Linked DNA regions of Sus scrofa: region 1 is linked to region 2. Evidence: chromatin contacts called from public Hi-C data. All regions are on one chromosome and are shown on one strand. Each heading gives the region's core, a stretch centred on a gene start, on an enhancer-like site or on the middle of the called end of the contact. The rest is flanking DNA. Distances are from core to core; before and after follow the strand shown. Region 1 holds the start of MARCH2 (membrane associated ring-CH-type finger 2). Region 2 holds the start of ZNF558 (zinc finger protein 558).

Region 1 (3,755 bases), core at 683-3,182, 270 kb after region 2:
AATCCACTGAGCAGGGCCAGGGATCAAACCCACATCCTCACAGATATTACTCAGGTTCATAACCCACTGAGCCACAATGAAAACTCTGAAATGCTCTTATTTCTTTGTCTACTGGTTTGACCATGTCTGCCTTCTACTCATTGGTCATCTCCAGTGCCTGGCCCTGTGTCTGGCAGAGAGTTGCTGCATTCATTTCTCAGTCCCTATTCTGTGTAAGAGCAGGGTAAGAGAGCCAGGTCTCTTGCTCCCCAGACACTGGTCTGAAAGAACCCATGATGGGAATCAGAGATATTTAAAGGCTAGATATCTGTGAAGACCACAGAGGCTTGGACTTGGAAGAGGCCAAACTCAAGGCTGGATGCAAGGATAGGGTGGCTGCAGGCTGGACTTGGCTCTGAGGCTGCTGGAATGGGAGAGCGAATCAAACTTGGCCCAACAACTGGAGATGGATTTCATTAAGTCTTCACAACAAACCTATGACCTAAGTCCAATAATTACCTCCATTGGATTGGTGAGGAGACTGAGGCTCAGAGAGGGGCAACTACTTGCCCAAGATCTCACAGCTAAGACGGACAGTGTCAAGATTTGAACTTCATCTAGTGAGTGGTTCTGGGACTGAAAAGACCTGGGTTCTTTTAGGTCCTGACTCTGTTGCTGATGCTGTATCTCCTGGGACAAGTCACTGAGCTTCTCTGGACCTCATCCTTCCCCTCTGTCAGATAAGTTTGCAAAGCTAGTGGACTGTGTCTGCTGAGGGGTTTCCTGAGAAGAAGCTCCCAGGTTCAATTCCTCCAGCAAAACTTGCCCTGGGCTCAACCTTTCCACACCCACCCAGCCTCCTTTATTTGAGGGCAGGAAACTGAGGGAAGAAAAGTCAGAGGACCCTAACTCCCCACAGTATCATCTCAGTACAGCTGCTTCACTCTCTGGGCCTCGGTTTTTCTCTTCTGTATAATGGGGGTTCCAGCTCTTACACGCATAAATAAGAATGAGTTGATAAATATTAGCTTTTAGTTTAATTACTGTCATCAGCATATAGAGCTGTTGACAAGGTTTGATGAGACAAGGCACAGCCAGTGCCTGGCATACAGTAAGCACTCAACAAATGCTCATTAGTTTGTTGTTGTTGTTGTTGTTGTTGTTTTAGGTTAAATGTGGAGCCTAAGAAATGCATTCATTTTTCTTCACTTACCACAGAGAAGCTCCCATGTGCCCTTCAGTACTTGCATGGCCCTGTACCGAGGCCAGGTTCTAAGCCCAGCTCTGATCTTTAGTTGTTTTGTAGCCCTGGGCAAAAGACTAGACCACTCTGAGCCTTGATTTCTTCATCCATATAGCAGGAAACATTTTTAGTACTTCTACCTAATATTGTCCCTAGAGGACAAAATGAGCTAATCCTATAAATTCTGGCTATCCCGTTTTGAGCACCCTCTAACAGCCAGGCACTCTGCTAAGCAAGTGCCTGTGTTATTCTATTTACAATTTCCTCTGAAAAGGAGGTTGGGGAAGGTGACTTGTCACTTACTGATCGCCTACTGTGTGCACAGCGCTTTCCTCATTTGCCACCTCCGGAATCCTCCCAACAGCCCCATTAGGTTGGCGCTGGGATGACCCGGTTTCATGGATAAGAAAATCCAACTCAGAGAGACACCTACTGTGTGTCCGACTCCGGGGGACCTCCTGCCGTCTCCGAAAGGGAAATTGCGATCCCTTAGTCCCTGGGAAGGCTGAGGCCGAGGGTCCGACTCCGGCGGTCCCGCCTGGGGGTCAGGCTCGGGCCTCAAACTAGGGGCCGGCCCGCGGATCGGCACCCCCTGGTCCCATCCTCTCGCCCGTGCCTACCTGATCCGCGGCCGGGCCGGGCAGCCGCGCAGGCCCCTCCGCTCGCCCCGGCCCTGGTCCCGGCCCGGCCGGTCCCGTCAGCGCCGCTAGCTCCGCTCCGCCGGCACCTGCGTCCGGACACCGCCCGCCGAGCCGACGGTGCCACGGACCAATGGCGACCGCCTCTCGTCTATGCTGGCCAATTGCCTTGCACGTCCCGCCCTAGGAGGCGGGGTCAGAGGCGACAGGGACGTCCTGGGCCGCACAGGCTCCGCGGCGCAGGAGCTACTGGCTCCGCCCCTGCTGCGTCCTGGCTCCGCCCCAGACTCGGCCCCGCCCCATCCTGACTCCGGGTACCCGCGGGGCTGGTGGCGCCACCTGCAGACGACTAGAGCTTGCTGATAAATAAAACCGTTACAAAATTCAGCTTGACACAGGCAAAGGGATTTGTAAGTGTCAATCACCTCCTTTAAGCTCCTTATCAGTCCTGGGGGAGGGATGAAACATCCGATCACATTTTACAGAGAGGAAGCAGAAGTCTAGAGAGGGGACCTGGAAGGTCAAAGCCAATCTCATTTATTCATCATTCACATTCATTAATGCATGTAATAGATTCATTCACTAGATGTAAAAAACATCCATTGAGAGGGTCTATTACGAGTGGGACACTGTGCTAGGCGCTGTGGACGCAATGCTGAGTAACGCAAATATTATTGCCTTCTGGAACCTCAACCTAGGGAGTGAGACAGACATTAAACAGCCAGTTACGTAATTATTTAACTACGAAGGTGGTAAATTGTAGTAAGTGAGGGAGGCATATCATGGACTATTTGGAAAGTCCAAAAATACTTGAACTGACAACTAAGGTGTGAGTAGAGGTTCACAAGGAGAAAAGAGGGGGAAAGAATCCTAGGTAAATTTCAGCACATGCAAAGAGCCTGAGGTGGGATGGAGAATTGTCTCAATACTCCTTTCTCCCCCTTCCTCACCTTTGCTGAATATGTAAATCAGCTCAATTACATTAGGTAAGTTCTTTCATGTTGTACTTATATTTTTCAAAAGTGAAATGATAAATTATAACATTTTTAAAAAGATCACCTATAGAAGGAAGTAGAATAGAGGAAACAAAGATAGAAGCTAGATACTTTTTTTTATTGTTTTATGGGCAGACCAAAGGCAGAGGGAAATTCCCAGGCCAGGGATCAAACCCACACCACAACAGTGACAATGCTGGATCCTTAGCCCACTGGGCCACAGGAGAACTTCATGGCCTTTTTCTCATGGTAGCAAGATGGTTGCTGTGGCTCCAGGCATCACATCATCAATGAAGGCAGGAAAAAGGGAGTGGCATGGAGGTCTCAGCCCTGCCTGTCTCTTCTATAAGATGATGGTTGATAAATGATGATATTTCTAATTCCATCTTTTCGTACTTCCTTACTAGTTTAACAAGGTTCCCCAGGGTGGCATTTTCTTGAAATTTTACCTGTCCCAGTTCTGAAATCAACCATTTCTCCAAGGACTTTTCCTTCTTTTCAGTGGAGAATACTATTTAGAAACCAAGATCAGGGTGTCAGTTGTGCTCATTACTACCATTAATTCTTTTTTTTTTTTTTTTAGGGCTGCACCCATGGCATAGGGAAGTTACCAGGCTAGGGGCTGAATTGGAGATGTAGCCACAGCAATGCCAGATCTGAGCTGCTTTTGCAACATACACCACAGCTCACGGCAACACTGCATCCTAAACCCACTGAGCGGGGCCAGGGAGCAAACCTGTGTCCTCATGGATAATAGTCAGGTTCGTTACCTCTGATCCACAACAGGAACTCCACTACCATTAATTCTTGCCTCTCTCATTGTGATATGTATGTACCTATATTAACTTATCTCTTTAAATCCAGAAGTGCACACGAATACCTCTAATTCTAACTCAACAC
Region 2 (3,669 bases), core at 984-3,483:
GCGTTGCCGTGAGCTGTGGTATAGGTCGAAGATTGGCGGTGCCGTGAGCTGTGGTGTAGGTTGCAGACATGGCTCGGATCTGGCTCGGATCTATGCTGTGGCTCTGGCGTAGGCTGGCATAGGCCAGTAGTTGTAGCTCTGATCGGACCCCTAGCCTGGGACCTCCATATGCCACGGGTGCGGCCCTAGAAAATACAGACACACACACACAAAAAGAAACAAAACCAAACAGAAAACACTTGCTCAAAATACATCTGGTCAATTTAATTTTAAATTTTTGTTACAGGAGTTCCCGTGATGGCTCAGTGGTTAACGAACCCCACTAGCATCCATGAGGACTCAGGTTTGATCCCTGGCCTCGCTCAGCAGGTTAAGGATCCGTCATTCCCATGAGCTGTGGTGCAGGTCGGAGATTCAGCTCGGATCCCCCATTGCTATGGCTGTGGTGTATGCTGGCAGCTACAGCTCTGATTCGACCCCTAGCCTGGGAACCTCCATATGCTGCAGGTGTGGCCCTAAACAAACAAAAGACAAAAAAAAAAAAAAATTCTGTTGCAAATATAAATAAGTTCAAGTTATTTTTTCCCTCAGTACCCCATATTTTGAATCTTTGTGGAGGATTTAAAGGAGTTTTTGAATTCAAATGGTAGCAGTCCTGAGAAATGTTGCTGAGTAGTTCTGCTAGTCTTCAGTGGGATGGCTTATACTATTACACGCACACATAATAAGTTTACACTTATATATAAAATCCTACAATTTTTAGTACTATGGAATGCAAATAAATCTATATTTCCATTACACTTACAGTTGTTTACATGTTTAATGTGTATTTACCTGCACATAACTGTATTTACTTAATTTTTTACACACACATAACCACACACCTTACTATCTTTTCCTTGAATATAATCCATCAAATATAAATAAATGTTTTTAAGATACTCTCCCTCTCAGCGACTCCTTGTGTTTACAATCTGAGCCCACAGTAGGGCCTATTAGCACTTCTGCACAGCTGAGGCTGCTGGAATCTGTTGCTACAAGTTCACATGATACTCACCTGGTCATACAGAAATCCACAGATCAGTGAGGACATGTGAAGCTTGAGGCTAGTTTCAAGTCAAGCATGAACAGAGACGTTTTGTCTGTGGCGGGAAAAAAAAGAAACAGGGGACAAAAATTCTTTTTGAGGCCCTTTATAAGAAGCCTGTATTATAGGGTGTAATACAGTTGCTGGATGGAAAGGCCATACCAATCACTTTTCCTTTTTGGATTTACTGTACTTATGTAACGTGTAACTGTTGGCTATGACTGGTTTTCCTGATCCCTATCCAGCCATCTGCTCCTCAAGTGTAAGAAAGCTTCATGTGCTGTGCATTTGCCTTGCTCAACCCATTTGGCTAGATAGAAATTTTTTGGTGACTCTACGCACTTCTAACACGGCTTGTCACTCAGGGGCGCTAAAAGTGACTCAACTAACCTTTTAAGTTCATTCAGGGCTTTGAAGATTTCTGAGACCCTAGAGCGGGGTTTCCAAACCTCGGCACTATTTATAATGCTTTGTCATGGGGGCTGTTCAGTGCATTGTAGGATGTCCAGCAGGACCCTGGCCTACACCCACTAGATGACAGCAGCAGCCCCTCCCATTTATAACAACCAAAACAATGCTTCCAGACGTGATTAATAAAAGTCCCCTAGGGGAGCAAAAATCACATTCGGGAAAGATGTTGAAGAGGATGGACGGAAGAATTCTCCGGAAGGGGTGACAGCGGCGCCCAGAGCTAGGAGGAAACGGAAGCTACGGGCTGACCAGAGGCAACTTGAGGCCCCACGGGTGGAAACGCGGCTCTCGGGAAAGAGAGGAACGCCAGAGCCCGTGACTGGAGTGCCCCAGGCCTATGCCCTTCCCTAAACTCCTACGATAGCCTCAGGCCTGCCCGCCGCGCACAGAGTACTGCCCCTCTCATAGGTCGAACATACCACATGAATCCCGTTCCCCGCGGAGAAGACAGTACACAGCACGCAGCAAACCACCCCGCAACTCCTTCCTCACCAACACCCCGCGCTTCCGCTTCCGGTCTCGGGCTGGCAGCCAAAAGCTCCAGTTTCCGGTGTCTAGCCGCCCCCAAGCGGGGGGACACTGAGGGGCTGCGGTTTGAGGCTGCAGAAGGGCCGGCAGCCTCGCACCCTAGCCTCAGAAGAAGGGCTCTCGCTCGCATAGTGGTGGGCGGTGGGCTGGGTCAGCACCAGGGCCTGAGATCCGTTTTAAGGGGGCGGCTGTGGGCGTGTACCAGCTTGTGGGCGGAACCAAGCCTGGAGGGCAGGGTTGTGGGCGGACACCCATTTCGGAACCGGACTGAGGGCGGCACCGGATCTTGCGGATCTTGCGGACGGTTACTAGTCTCCTAGCCTGAAGGTAGGTGGAGACCAATTCCGAGGGCCGGTGTAAGGCGGGTTGGGGCTGGGTTGGCAGTGCAGGAGGAGTGTGGGAGAAAAACAGCCCCTTGAAGGCGGGACTTTCCACGGATTCCCCAGGCTGTACAAATATATGAACGCTGAAACAACTTTTCTTCAATCCTTCCTACTTGCGGAGCCTCACACAGTGCAGTAAAACAACATGCGCATATTCAAGATTTTTACTTTTGTGCTTGAGTGCAGTTCTTAATTTTTTTAATTGGATCATATATGCACATTTCTCTTTGACTTGCTGTCCCAAGCCAGTTAGGGAATCTAACGCTATTAATATTGGGGGCGGGGGAAGGGCTAGGTCATAGAAACATACAGGAAATCTTCAAACAGTGGTACTATTCTCACTCCCATATCTCCCAGTCCTTTTTTGTCTGGAGATAAACATCATTTTCTCCTTTATCCTTCCAGATAGGTCAAGTAAGTGTGTGTGTGTGTGTGTGTGTGTGTGTGTGTATACAAGCCGAAGAAGGATGGTCCCACGCAGAAACTAAAATCTGATGAATTGTCTCATGCATCTGAATCTACTGAAAAGAGATTTAAATCTATGCTGGAGGGAGATGGACCAGTGATTAATTGATAGGAATAAAACAAAGAAATGAGAATTTATCGGTTTGAACATCCAAAGAAAAAATGAGAAAGAGAATGTATTCATAATATCCTACACGATGCATCTAGATCAGATTCATATATCACAAAATGATAAATATTTAGATAATAAAACAATAGACATTGACTTTTGACTTATCCTAATTTATTATATAATTATATTATGCAAGGAGAATTATGGTTTAAGATAATAAGAGAACTATATACCCATATTTTTCGGAGAAGAAAACAAAAAAAAGCTGAAAAATATATAAGTAGCTAATTTAGAAATACAGAGTTACGGAAAACAAAGTTTTTTGTGGGGGGTCACAGTAAGGACTGGGGGATGTAGCTTTTCAGAAGGCATAAGGTATTATTTGAGTTTTATATGTATAGACACACACACACAGAAACCTGAATTTATATTTTAAAGGGATTATCAAACTCTAGGAAAAACTTTTAAAAAGGTTCACTTTGCAAAAATAGAATGTATTTTGAGAACCACAGATTTCAACCATTTAGAAAAAATCCTATAATCACGCTGATGGAAAAATGAATAGGATATTACTTTCCACAGTTCCTAGTAACAAGCATTTTATGAATATTTTCACAGCAATC

What was found. A called contact is a pair of places that touch in the nucleus more often than the background predicts.
Region 1: a contact with region 2 is called in a Hi-C map of heart right ventricle, with 5 times the contacts expected there. The contact joins the promoter of MARCH2 here to the promoter of ZNF558 in region 2. A contact is called at or near these places in 3 of 47 Hi-C or Micro-C datasets (embryonic fibroblasts, heart right ventricle and subcutaneous adipose tissue).

What each region holds. Positions count from the first base shown.
Region 1 is chr2:70,875,466-70,879,220 of Sscrofa11.1, forward strand. It overlaps MARCH2 (membrane associated ring-CH-type finger 2), which reads right to left and starts at 1,933. Exons shown (of 5, transcript NM_001244915.1): 1 at 1,843-1,933.
Region 2 is chr2:70,603,213-70,606,881 of Sscrofa11.1, forward strand. It overlaps ZNF558 (zinc finger protein 558), which reads right to left and starts at 2,234. Exons shown (of 8, transcript XM_003123168.4): 1 at 1,978-2,234; 2 at 1,058-1,142.